Regions from separate parts of the Zea mays genome. Here region 2 is linked to region 1. A link is a contact called in public Hi-C data. All regions are on one chromosome and are shown on one strand. The core of a region is the stretch at or near the end of the contact, and the rest is flanking DNA. Distances in the headings are between cores, read along the strand shown.

The links. A called contact is a pair of places that touch in the nucleus more often than the background predicts.
Region 2: a contact with region 1 is called in a Hi-C map of ear, with 3 times the contacts expected there. The contact joins the promoter of LOC103637995 here to the promoter of LOC100502328 in region 1. A contact is called at or near these places in 2 of 25 Hi-C or Micro-C datasets (ear and tassel).

Annotation. Positions count from the first base shown.
Region 1 is chr9:15,583,289-15,590,547 of Zm-B73-REFERENCE-NAM-5.0, reverse strand. It overlaps LOC100502328 (DBP transcription factor), which reads right to left and starts at 5,181. Exons shown (of 4, transcript NM_001196806.2): 1 at 4,662-5,181; 2 at 2,780-2,977; 3 at 2,071-2,282; 4 at 224-1,177. The coding sequence starts at 4,748. The coding sequence ends at 610.
Region 2 is chr9:15,878,446-15,885,183 of Zm-B73-REFERENCE-NAM-5.0, reverse strand. LOC103637995 (Major facilitator superfamily protein) reads right to left here and starts at 4,462. Exons shown (of 3, transcript XM_008660995.4): 1 at 3,808-4,462; 2 at 2,217-3,091; 3 at 846-1,691. The coding sequence starts at 4,140. The coding sequence ends at 1,202. LOC103637993 reads left to right here. Exons shown (of 1, transcript XM_020543924.3): 1 at 1-585. The coding sequence ends at 208.

The sequences.
Region 1 (7,259 bases), core at 3,932-6,431:
TCGAGTAAAGTACAGCTGTACAGGCGAACTTGTCAGTTCGGTTGTTTCACTGGCATGTCGAAAAGGCATTGTTTTGACCTCGTTGCAAACCGACGACACCGGTCAGGCGACAACGGCCGGTGTTTCCGCAACCGAACCATTCTGTTGCTTACATTGTTCTCAACCGTGTCCAGCTTCATAGTTTTTGTATCATGGGAGAAAGACCACCCGAGTGAACAGTCGTGCGAGAACAGGAAATTTGACCCAGTCCTGACACATTTCAGTCAATGAATTGTTTTGTTTTGTTACATAACGGAAGGCAAACATTACACAGTGAGCTGGGAACTCACAGCTTCTTTGCCAGATATACTTTCATCTGCTTAAAATCTCTCACAGGACAGAGCTCAAATCTGTTGGTTCAGTCACCAACAAGAATAGTATCAGGTTTGTTGGTTCAATCACCAACAAGAATAATATCAGGTTTGTTGGTTCAATCACCAACAAGAATCGTAACACGTGTCGCAGTCGCAGCAACGGGTAACAGCTAACGACAATGAGGAGCCGAGATGACTACAAACAATTACAGCTCGGCAATGCGGCACAGCACCTAAAATCGCGACAAGAACGCAGCTACTGCCTTCCCAGGAGTATCCTGAGGCTATTGAGCCCTTCAGCAGATATGCTCCTCTCCACCCTACCAGGACGGTCCACTCTGATCCGAGGCGGGGCCTCCAGGTGGAACGAGACCAGCACTGCAGTCAAGTTATCAGTAGCCCCCCGCCTGATCGCCTCCTCGACGATTTCCCTGCAGCACAACTTCACATCGTTGTGCTCCTGGAGGCGCTTCCGGGCGAAGTCCACCGAGTTCTGGTTCGAGAAGACGTCCCAGATCCCGTCGCTGCCAATTATCAAGAACTCGTCATCCTTCGTCAGCGTGGTCATCTTGAGCTCTGGGTCAGCACTCAGGGGACCACCTGTCTCACCAGCTCCTTTCATGCCCTCGAGATGCCAGTCACCAAGTGCTCTGGTGACTCCTAGCAGACCGTTCAGATAGCCATCGTCCACGTAGCCACCAAGCGATTCTACGCGCAGTTTTTCGCTGAGACTGCAAGGCCTGTGGTCCATGGACATTTCGACTGCGGTGCCACACCGGGAAAGAACCGCCCTACAGTCACCGGCATTAGCGACCAGAAGAGACCTGCACGGGTCGTGCAAATTCTTAGCATTGGTCAAAGAGGTTCAACAGATACAAGTGCAAATAAATTTAAATGTATAAATATAGCATAAAGTTAGAGAGCGAGCCAGCGAACGACACGTCTGTGCATTGCCAATTCTGAAACGAGATTACAAATTTGAAAAAAAACCCTAAAAGAAACTAATAGATATTGGGTACATGCAAACCTGTACCAACCTATGAGGATCCATCAATGGCCTAAAGTTTAAACAATGGGCCTCTATGCTTCCGAATCCCAAATTGTTATATGCACACAATAATGGTTGAAGGTCTAAAGGAGAACAGAGAATAGACCATGATGTGTTGAGCACAATCAGTTCAATTTATATATGAACATGTGAGTATGTAAAAGTCAAATCATCTTTTCTGGTTCACAATACCTCACCCGATATTAACTACTGTGCTTTAAAAAAAAGAAAAGTGAGCACATACCATCGCACGTTAGATAATTTGTACAAGTTGATTTAGAATTTTGTGCTACTTGGCATCAACAGAAGTCAATATTCAAATGTTTGTGACAAAGATTAGAACATGTTGAAGACTAGACATAGTACAGCACAGTTTCTGAACAGCCATGGTACTAGCTCTATACATCTTTAAAAGGCAAAACTTAAAAGGAGATGAAATATTGTACAGACATGATTGAACACTGTAGCCTCAGTTCTAAAAGATACTTGACACATTTTCACCAGATGTTCACCAAAATATTTCTTATGTAATCCATATGATAGACATCGAACAATAAGGCTTTCTAAGGAAATCGATTACATTACATATACAACTCATGGTATCGATAAAAAAACTCTTAAATATACTATGAAAAGCTGGGGAAAATCATACTTGTGACAGGAAAGTACCTTCCAAAAACCATTGCTGTAAGTGCAGTTGTACCGGAGGACGATGCTCTATGGAGAGAGCATGTCTCAGCAAACTGGCAATCAATCTGCATAAAGGACCTTCTCACAACTTTTTCAAGCTGAAGAGGGAAATCTGAATCTTCCACAATCATCCTTGGTAAATTATCACAAACGAAATGGGCAGCATCTTTTCCACCGTGACCATCAAAGACCTGATTATTGAAATGGAGAAAATTGTTACCTAAGAGGAATATCAAGTTTTTGTGAATCATTCATGCATACTGACTAACATGATTATCTAGGTTAACTGATGATGAGCAAGTGTGCAACTCAATAAAATTATTGAGAGCCCAGATCTGAATTTGTTCCAGTGATCTGACAAAAAAACAACTGTGTACATCATAACAAGCAGAATCGTTTTCTGGGAGGAGAAAAAAATATTATAAGCCTATGTTCAGCTTCTGATATTACAATGAACTACACATATGATATACTTGACACAACGAGCGACCTCAACGTTCTACTGCTAGGCTGGTGCAGTATGGACCAAATTTGTTATGAAGTCCTCTTCTTTATATGGGGTGTTCTAATGATGTAGTCAGAATTTACCATCAGCATAGACTGCTTGTTGATTTGCATGTTTGGCAATATGATTGGTCTATGAAACTAGGAAAGGTAAAATAGAGTGGGCAAGACGGCAAGTGTGTACCCCATAGAATGAAACAACTTCATTATCTAATGATGGGAAACCAAAGTTCTTAGCAAGGTCTGGAATGCACACGTGGGTGTCTTCCATGTATTGGCGACCTCCAATATCAGACCAATCCCCCGATCGGATTACTGGGACAAAATTGCTTAACTTCTGCCTGAAATCAGCAGAAGTTGTATTTTCACAAACTCTCTCCATCTGCGTGTAAACAGAAAGGATCAGTGCACATGAATGCAATACAGGAAGCACTAAATGTGAATCTATAGATAAGCTAGCTGATCTAAATTACATGCAATCACAAAGTCAAGTTAGCGCAAGTAGCATTGCCATAACTACTTGAACATACTAATAAGGAAACTCCATTACGTCAATTAATCACAAACCAAAATCCAAATGTCAATCAATTCAACTTTGGTGCTTCCACTCAAACAAATTCAGAAGTTCCTGTCAGAAAGGAGCGCGTTAAACTATATGAGACATTAACTCATCTATTTTAATGAATTAGTTTCCCCTTAGTTGGAACAGTAAAAAGTTTTAGAAATAATTGTCCATATGCAGAGCATCAATGGCTAATATGGTGCAACAAACAGAGCCTGAGTTCGTAAATTGACAAACCATGTGAAATTACAATCTTCAGCATTTTTTGGTTATCCCTTGGCACAAATTAATGCTGGTAATCAACATTACCAGTCTATAAAAGGAAAACCCACCCATGACAGTAACACCTAAAATCAAATCACAGTAGCTCACAAGCCATGGAAGAAAAATCTAGCAGTTCCTAACTTCCTATCATGATGTGGGTACCAACCCTTCCAAAGTCAGTAATCACATGGACCACTTCAGGAAAATGATGCCTTCACTGGTATCAGCACGGAAAAAAACACGTTTTATTTCATTACATTTTAGCCTTGATAGAGAAATCAAGTACATGTGCCCTTGGCAAGTACGTACTACTCTGAAGAAATTTCAGCTAGTCAGAAATACACGGAAAATATGCTGTCTTGAAATATCCTCTCAAGAAATTTCTAGCATTTCCTGTTCGCTACGTACAATAGTCAGAAATTAGTACTACCTGTCTGTCACAGCACCTCAGAATGAGCAAGGAAATGATCGGACAGTTTGACAAATTTTAGTATAGAGTACAAAACCGAAGCAACTTAAGAAATAATGAAAAGCGTGGGCCAGCCGCAAACAAACAACTGCCACCGTTCACCAGGAAACAGCTACCTAACATTCCAGCCACAATTGTGGTAGGGGATTACCAGAGGTGGTAGATCTTAGGTTGTAATTGTGAGAAGGAAAGTGTTGAGGAGAGTAGATGGAATTAGCAGATGGGAACTAGGAGATAAATCTTGCTTATTGATTCTGAACCAAACCAGCCATATATATAGGCTGTTTACAAAGAGTCCCTAACAAATCCAACTAACAAAGATTTGATAACAGATCCATCTAATCTAAGGCCTAATGGGCCCATTAACTAAGCTGTTACTATTCTGGCGCCACCTAACTTACAGGCGCCCATATATGACACGATGCAAGATTAACTGTACAATGCAAGAAACCTAACTCTGCCTTATTGAACAGTTCAAATCACCTCCTGATCTACACCTTCATTAGCGCCAACTGAACACGAAATCGCCTAGATTCTAGCAGAACTCAAGGGAAAAAAAGAGAGACAGATGGATAAACATAGGCGTGTACTCGAAGCAAAGACAATCATTGTTTCCTTTTGAATCCATCCATTATACCAGGATCAAGCACTTAAACGAACCGACAGAAAAGTATACCAGATTCACGGATATACATCGAAAGTTTCATCCACGCAACAAGATAACCACCCAAAATCGAATCTTTAATTATGCACCCAGCCGTCAACACGAACCTGAGCCAAGGGAAACTTAGCGGGCTCCTCGACCCCTGGGTCTCCAAAACCAAACCGTTCGGCGTCCTTCGGCTCCTCCACGCACATGACGCCACCGTCCGGTGCCTATGCCGTTCGTCTAGGCACGAGGCACAGCGCGTAGCTCGCGCTCCGCTGGTAGGAAGAACAAACACGAGGAGAGGACAGAGATAACAGAGAAGCGAAGCAAGTCAGTAAGGAGAGGAATAATTGGAGTGGGAGGCGAGGAGGGGAAGAGGAATCCGAGGAGAGAAGCAACACAGAAGATTCTTTGGGAATATTTGTGGGAAAGAAAGAAGGGAAAGAAATCCTCATGTGAAAGAGAGATGGTGTGTGGGGAAGGAAGGAAGGAAGGGCATGGAGATTGCAGTGGTTGTTTGTTGGACCTCGGTTTTTTTTTATGGAGGCAGTCGGGTGGGGACAGTGGACAGTGGCGACTGTTGACTTGACGAGGAGAGGAGACTCAGGAGAGAGGAACGGAGGTGCGGTGAGCAGTAAACTCTGATCCGGCAGGAGAGCTGTGAAGAACCAAGGAGGAAGAAAGGCACGTGGTGAACAGGCGTCAGATCCGACATGACTCCAAGAGAAACAAGAAGTGAGAGAGGAAAAGAGCTACAAATTTACAGTCGGTTAAACGTAACGCTGGCGATATGGTACGTATATGGGTAAATAATTATAAATAATTATTTATTAGATATGGGTATATTAGATATGAGTATTGTGAAATTTGGTATCTGCAGGTACGGTTATGAATATAATAAGGTATCCGTGGATAATTTTTCGTGACATCTATACCCGTTACCCAATGAATATATGACATGTGGACTATTCGGATTTAATATATTATCATAAATTCTTATTTTTTATTTTTTATCCATGACATGTTGTTTGGTGTTGATTGAAATTATCATTTGATGCTGCTGGAATGATAATAATTTTAAAATGTGATAAAATTGTTGTTTGTGGTTGAATGCTAAAATTGTAATGGGTGGACGGATAACATGTACCCATCGGATAGCGGATACCCGGCGGGTACGAGTATGGATACAGATCCATATCCACGAACGTTTATGGGTACGGGTATATGTTGAGTTTTGTCTTGTGGGTATGGTTCGCGAACTATAAATCCATATACTAACCGCCTGATTGCCATTCCTACTCTCTATAGCAACATATATATTATCTCTGTATCATTCTATAGTGAATGTTTGTAATAGTGCATTCTATGGTGAATATTTGTAACAGTGTATCTATACAGATATCTATAATTGTCTTTAACACTTACACTCTCTATATCACCTCGATTTCTACATATAAGCTTACTCAGATTCATAGATAACATCACTCTTTCTTCATTTAATTCTTTGCCACATACGATAGATGCTGACATGGGCTCTTTATAGAGAGCTGACTTATTACTATTGTGGCTACCTTAAAAACTTTATTGGATAGAAACTTTATTGGATCATGTATTAATAGTTAAAAGATAGATCGCAAAAATCCTTACTTATGCACCCAGCCCATGTGGGGCTAGCCGAGGCACAACAAATTAATGTTGCTCGGAGCCCAACAGTTCATTAAGCACACCTAACTCAAGAAGAGGTCTAATCACCCCAAAAGACTAGTCCGATGGGGAAAGAGTGACTCTCTCTTTTAAGGTGGCTTTCTACTCTCAAGTTAAGCGAGGTGAGATAATTTTGAAGCTCACACGGTCGTCGTCCTACTACAATTGGGCCAATTGCGTCTTTGCCAACGGGTATTAGTGGAGGATGTCCTCATCATTCACACCTTTTTAAAATGAGCCCTAGCTCTGATACCAGATTATACACCCAGCCAGGTGAGGTTGCCCAAGACATAATAAATTAGGGCTGCCCGGAGCCCAACAATTCATTAAACACACCTGAAAGGGAATTAGGCTTACACCTTTTCCTAAAATGATTTTGGTGGTTGAATTGCCCAACACAAATAAATTGGACTAACTAGTTTGCTCTAGTCTATGAGTTCTAAAGGTGCCAAAGGTTCACAATAAGCCAATAAAAAGACCAAGACAGGGTTCAAACAAAGAGAGCAAAAGACATCCCAAATGGCATCCTGGTCTGGCGCACCGGACTGTCCGGTGTGCCACCGGACAGTGTCCGGTGCACCAGGGCACTCGACGCTGAACTTGCCACCTTCGGGAAAATGGGAGACCGCTCCGCTATAATTCACCGGACTGTCCGGTGAAGCACCGGACAGTGTCCGGTGTGCCAGCGGAGCAACGACTACTTCGCGCCAACGGTCAACTGCAACCGCATTCAATGCGCTACAGTGCGCGCCAGAGTCAGAGCATGCGCAGTTGGCGCACCGGACAGCCCAGAGGCCCCACCAGTCAGAGCTCCAACGGTCGAACCCTAACGGCCGGATGACGTGGCTAGCGCACCGGACAGTGTCCGGTGGCGCACCGGACTGTCCGGTGCGCCATGCGACAGCAGCCTCCACCAAACGGCTAGTTTGGTGGTTGGGGCTATAAAATACCCCAACCACCCCACATTCAATGGCATCCAAGTTTTCCACCTTCCAACATATTACAAGAGCTATAGC
Region 2 (6,738 bases), core at 3,213-5,712, 300 kb before region 1:
GAGCAAGGCCGCGCCGCCCGTGGCTACCATCCGTACTGGCGGGAAGCTGCTGGTCAAGACGCTGCCCGCGCCCGCTGCCTCCATAGCCGCATGCCGCCTCGTGAGCACGGACGTCTGCAGCTGCGACGAAGACGAGGAGGTGGCGGTGATGGACGGCGGCGAGGCGATGCGGTGGGAGTCCATGTTCCAGGACCTGAGGCCAACTTAGGCCCGGGCGCTCGCGTGCCGACGAGTGCGCCCTGTTCTTGCCTCTTCCTGCCGCCATCCAACCGTGCACGTACGCACGTACGTACCGCGAGCGAAGACGACGCCAGTGCTCGGTCAGTGGTCACCACTGCTCACTAGCTAGCTTACCTGCTGTCTTGAGTGTCTGTCATTGCAACCGTGTAAAAATAATGCCCATGTGTCAGTCATTCTCTGAAACTTTGAGCCCGGAATCGATGCATGTGCACGCACACATGACATGACACACCACACAGACGTTGTAAATTCTGTTCTCGCTGCTTGTGCGATCGGATCACGAGTTTATGATGATCAAAAAAAAAATGCCTGCAACATTTTCGTTCCTGGCTTCCTGCTGTGAAGTATTTTAAGGGCTACTACTCGTGTGTCCCAGTTCTGAACTGACAGTCGCCACTCCCCTCAAACCGGGGACACGGCGTCTGGATGTACGGACGTAGATCTGTCGGGTTTCGGCTAAAGTTTAGCTGGCCAACCCTGATCACATCTCAACCACTGCCTGTTCAAAAAAAAAAAACTTCAGTTCTGGACTGCTGATGCTGCCCAGGCCTTGAAGAGACAACATGATTGAGACCTGAGACGCAGTTTGTTTCGCATTTTACGAGAAAAAAAATGCAAATTCGTCTCCGTACCATATGCGATCTGCCAAAATGTCCGGTAAACCCGTGTCGTATACAAGCAACATTGTTCTACATAATAAGTAGGGATTTCAATTATACACCCCCTAAAACTCGGGCCTCGGCGTCGGCGGCTAAACCGGGAGCAAGCATCTGCTGCTGCACGAGGCCATCGCTCCCTCCTCCTATTAGGCCAAGAAGGACCCAAAAAATACAGCCACAGAGCACAAGACTAGCGTGCATGCTCATGAACTACAGCAGGCCATTAACGAAGCTATTCAGAGAGGCCATACCGGATTTTTATTCTAGCAGCAGAAAACAACAAGGCTTTGTATCACCGCCGGTCAATGCGCAGAGTTCCTGGGCTGGCTGAAGGACCCCCCTGCGTAGAGCATCTGGTACACGGGCCGGACCCTCACGGTGAGGACCGTGCTCAGCAGCGTGCCCAGGCAGGCCGCGCCGGCGAGGACGCAGAACGTGAGCCTGAAGCAGCTAGGGCCGTGGCACGCGACGACGTCCGACCCTGCCGCCGCCGCGGCGGCGTGCTGCCTCTCCACCTCGAGGTCGTAGACGTACCCCGCGAGGGTGTTGAACAGGTACGCGCCGACCGGGTTCGCCAGCGTGATGAAGTTGTATATCTTTCCGAAGTGCTTCAGCCCGAAGAGCTCCGACGAGGTCGAGATCACCACGGAGAGCAGGACCCCGTAGCATAAGCCGAGTAAGGCGACGGAGACGTAGAGCGTGGCGAGCCGGCCCAACGCGAAGAGCAGGTACGTGATTATCATCACTACCTGGGTGCATATGACCAGGACGCTTCGTGGGAGTGTCCTTGACCTGCGGAAGAAGATTGCAAGTTGACCCTAGGAATGCGGTGGTGCCACAATTTTGAATCTCAACAAAGTCATGTATAGCACTCACAACATAACAAACAAGAGAAAGCTGTTCCCTACATGTTTCTACACATAAAATTCATGGTTTTTTTTTCTTACTGTTTGTCTTCAGAAAACGGACCCGGTTGCAAGCCTTACTGCTTTGTCAGGCTCTCATGTTCTCTACTCACAGTTTTTACCCAACCTATTGCTATTGGCCAGCACGAGAGAAATTCAAAACCTGAGACTGCAATGCAGTTTTCTAATAGTTCGAAAGGGAGCTAACATGGTTACTACATTTGGGACGCGAGGAGCTATAAAGACACAATGGTTCGCTACCAGATAGTATCTCTCAGTAGTCAGTGCCCACTAGGCCAAAAAAAGCAATGTGAAATTGATAGAGCTATTAAAAGCCAAGAATGGCCCCATCACATGAAAGCAATTATTTCAAAAGAGTAAATAGATGAGTGAATACAAGATATTCTGTTACCTGACAAGATACTCGGAAACAGCACCACCTCCCAGCCGGCCAAAGAAGTTGCAGAAACTGAAGACAGAGAGTGAGATGGTTGTGTCGACAGCACCTGCGGCGATTCCTATCTGTGCCAGATTATTAAGAACGGTGATTCCAGATCCAATCCCAACAAAGCATATTGCAAACAGAAGCCAGAAATCGGCCTTCAGTATCGCTTCGCGAAACCTGAAATCCTCTCCCCTTCTTGGTCTTCTTCTCTTCGGCTTTATGGCCCCTTCACCCTCGGCTAAGAGGACATCGATGTCTGTGGAATCATCTTCTTCAAGATTACCGAGGTTTGATTCGGAGGAAGAAGGCAAAAGCGGCTGTGTGTGATCATTATCAACTGTTGGAGAGTGTGAATCCAATGGGTTTTTTTTCTTCGGGAATAGCGTCATCTTCAATGGTATTGCCAGTGGAGCGAAAATGAGAAGAACCATAACGACAAGCAGAGAATAGTTCATAATGTCATTGACAGCCACGACGTGATCCAATATTGTAGCCCCAACCAGATAAACCCCAAGAAGAACGCTTGCCACTTGCGCAAACATAAAATGGACTTGCTCTGCGTTCGTCTCCACCAGAGAGGGTTCGCAGGGCTGAACAAAGTACATTCCCAGGAGGCACACGGCAGGAATTCCCAGAGCGAGAGAGAGCAAAAGGTTGATGGGTGAATCACGGAGCACTCCGGTGTATATTTCAGTGTAAACAGCGGCACTTAAACCCGAGTACCCTTTCAGAATGCCAGCAACGGCACCTCTGCTGAGCGGGAAGTTCCTCATGTTGGTCACTAGAACGGCAGTCGCCAACCATGCACCACCATTTGTAGCAAGACATAACGCAAACCAAATCTGCAAAAAAGGTCATTAGTCAATTTACACTATCCATCGAAGTAAATCATGGAATGGAAATACACAGCTTGCTGGCTTAGAGTAGGCGAAAAAGCTTGTCTCAAGTTGAAGCTAGCAGAAAGCTAACCACACTCAGAGGGGAAAGAGGAGTGGTGCTAATTCTAGAACACCCGACTCTCCAGTGAGATCTGGCGTGTAAAAGTCCTAGATACGGGCATATTGCAGGTAAACTAAGTTAATTGCTGCATTTTTATTGACCCAATCACCCAAGTGCAGTGAAAATTTGTTTGTTAGTGTTTTTTATGTTCTTTGTCGAGGATATTTTCCTAGTGTATGGCACGCTGCACGCAGCCTGTCCTGTCCCCCCTTGTTAATGGAATCTCAGAAAGAGAGATCTATTTTCCCTCAACCTTTACAGCATAGCATAAGATGTTTAACCATTTTTTAGGGTAATAATGGAGAATAAATCCCAACATCACCATAATAATCCATATATTATGTTTATTACTTGCACAGAGCAAAAGTGCCAAAAAAAGCGACCACTTAAACAATGCCTTCCACGAAAAACTTGCACATCAACAGAGTAACTCAACTTCCGTTTCACGACCATAAACAGGATCTTAAAAATCGACCAGTAATGTCTTTCAGGGAAAAAAAAACGATCAGTAAATTGATGAGAGGTAGCAAAACGAAGAGCGATAGCGGCGGCAGCTCACCAGCCAGTAAGGCAGCGCGGGCGCGACGCCGGAGACGAGGAGCCACGCGGTGCCGTACCCGAGAAGGCACGCGCCGGCGCCGATGAGGAGTAGCAGCGCGGGGTGGAGCCGGTTGCAGAGCACCCCCGGGAGCAGGCCGAGGTTCTCGCCGACGTCGCAGGCGACCCCGAGCAGCGCCAGGCGGCTCTGGTCGGCGCCTAGGGCGACCTTGAGCGCGTGCGAGTAGAGCGCGAACGTGGAGCTGGCGCCGCCCGCGACCTGCACCCACGCGGCCGCCCCCAGCCCCAGCCAAGGCGGCCGGCTCCCCGCCTTCACCGACGCCGGCCCCCGCATCTCGCTCGCCGAGGGGAGCACCGGAGCGGCGTGCGCGATATGCAGTTCAGACGTACAGTGGAGACCTGGAGAGGGGGAGGGGAGCTGCCGTCGGGATCGCGGGTCGGTGTCTCGGTGAGCGCAGTATGGGTGTCCGCGGGCGCCGCGCCTACAGTGTCCGACTTGGAACTTTGGGAGCTGTGCTTCGCTTGGAGCTGGGGTTTGCCGGTTTGGGTTGGGGTCCGTGTGCGCGCGGACGCGTGGGTGGAGGACTGGCGGTGGGAAAAGGTGCGGGGAAAGTGGGTTGTCGAAGATAGATGGCAACGTGCTACTCTCTAAAGTTTTCTTACTCTACGGTAGGCGGTAGCGTCTGGGTCGTAATAACGCTACGATTTCGAAGAAATAATGAGTTAAGAGATATCAATGACATGAGGGGATAGATTGATGATGGTAGCGACGCGAGTAAGTGAAAAAAGGCAACATGACACGGGAGAGAGAAGAGAGAGGGGTGAGAAATGATACAAATGATAATTGTCTATTGGATTTGAGTAATTGAGAGAAGCTATCCAGCGATCTAAACTATTGATTTTGATGGTGTATTAAGTCTGGATACAATTTATTTGGTAGATAGTGTAGGTTATGTGCATGTGAGTGATTTGGTTGAATGAGTTTTATATAGTTTAAAGTGGTAGGTTGATGCATTAAAATTCTACCCAAAATCAACACATAGGCTATTATAAATAGCAAACTTATATGTTTTTTTTTTGTAATTTTAATATTGCCGATCTACTTTACATTGATGTGATACAATTAATTTGTATTTACCTTCAAATATTGTATTTTGTAATAGCGTATGTGGTATTTCTTTAATGTCATATGCAACCAATTATTCACGTCGTCATCGAGTGAGTCACATGATGTTATGCTCCTCGAAGTGGTAAAGGAGAGCTTTTGCAATATGCCCGACTAAAATGAACTTCAAGTGAAAGTCGCCTAGAGGGGGTTAATAGGGCGAATCTGAAATTTACAAACTTAAGCATACACTACAAGCTGGGTTAGCGTTAGAATTAAATGTGAGTCTGAAAAAGAGGGCGAAAACAAATCACAAGCGAATAAGAACGGATGACACGGTGATTTGTTTTACCGAGTTTCGGTTCTTGCAAACCTACTCCCCGTTGAGGTGGTCACAAAGACCGGGTCTCTTTCAACCCTTTCCCTCTCTCAAACAGTCACTTAGACCAAGTGAGCTTCTCTTCTCAATCAAACGGGACACCAAGTCTCCACAAGGACCACCACACAATTGGTGTCTCTTGCCTTGGTTACAATTGAGTTGGAATCAAGAAAGAAAGAAGAAAAACAATCCAAGCGCAAGAGCTCAAATGAACACAAGTATCTTTCTCTCACTAGTCACTATTTGATTGGAATTGTCTTTGGACTTGGGAGAGGATTTGATCTCTTGTTTGTGTCTTGTATTGAATGCTATAGCTCTTGTATGAGGTGTGAAGGCTGAAAACTTGGATGCAATGAATGGTGGGTGGTTGGAGGTATTTATAGCCCCAACCACCAAAAGAACCGTTGGTGGAGGCTGCTGTCGCATGGCGCACCGGACACAGTCCGGTGCGCCAGCCACGTCACCCGACCGTTAGGGTTCGACCGTTGGAGCTTCTGTCTTCTGGGCCACCGGACAGTCACTGTTCACTGTCCGGTGCGCCTTCTGGCTCTGCTCTGACTTCTGCGCACTGTAGCGCATTAACTGCTCTCTGCAGACGACCGTTGGCGCGAAGTAGCCGTTGCTCCGCTGGCACACCGGACAGTCCGGTGAATTACAACGGAGCGGCTCCCAGAATTCCCGAAGGTGGCAAGTTCAGAGTTTGGTTCCCTGGTGCACCGGACACTGCACACCGGACAGTCCGGTGCGCCAGACCAGGGCACACTTCGGTTGTCTTTTGCTCTCTTTGTTTGAACCCACTTGGTCTTTTTATTAGTTTGTTGTGAACCTTTGGCACCTGTAGAACTCATAATCTAGAGCAAACTAGTTAGTCCAATTATTTGTGTTGGGCAATTCAACCACCAAAATCAATTAGAAAAAGGTGTAAGCCTATTTCCCTTTCAGTCTCCACTTTTTGGTGATTGATGCCAACACAAACCAAAGCAAATATAAAAGTGCAGAATTGAACTAGTTTGCATAATGTAAGTGCAAAGGTTGCTTGGAATGAAACCAATAATTATTTCTACTATATATGCATGGATGGCTTTCTTCTTACTTAAAATTTTGGACCACGCTTGCGCCACTTATTTTGTTTTGCAATATTTTGGAATTTTTTTCAAAAAATCTTTTGCAAATAGTCAAAGGTATATGAATAAGATTTTGAGAAGCATTTTCAAGATTTGAAATTTTCTCTCCCTGTTTCAAATGCTTTTCCTTTGACTAAACAAAACTCCCCCTTAATGAAATCCTCCTCTTAGTGTTCAAGAGGGTTTTAGATATTATTATTGAAGAGGGTATACTAATTTGAAATTATATCAAAAATAAGATACCACTTGAAAAACATACCAATTAAAAAATCTTTTCTTAATCCATATTTGAAAGACTACATTTTTGAAATTGGTGGTGGTGCG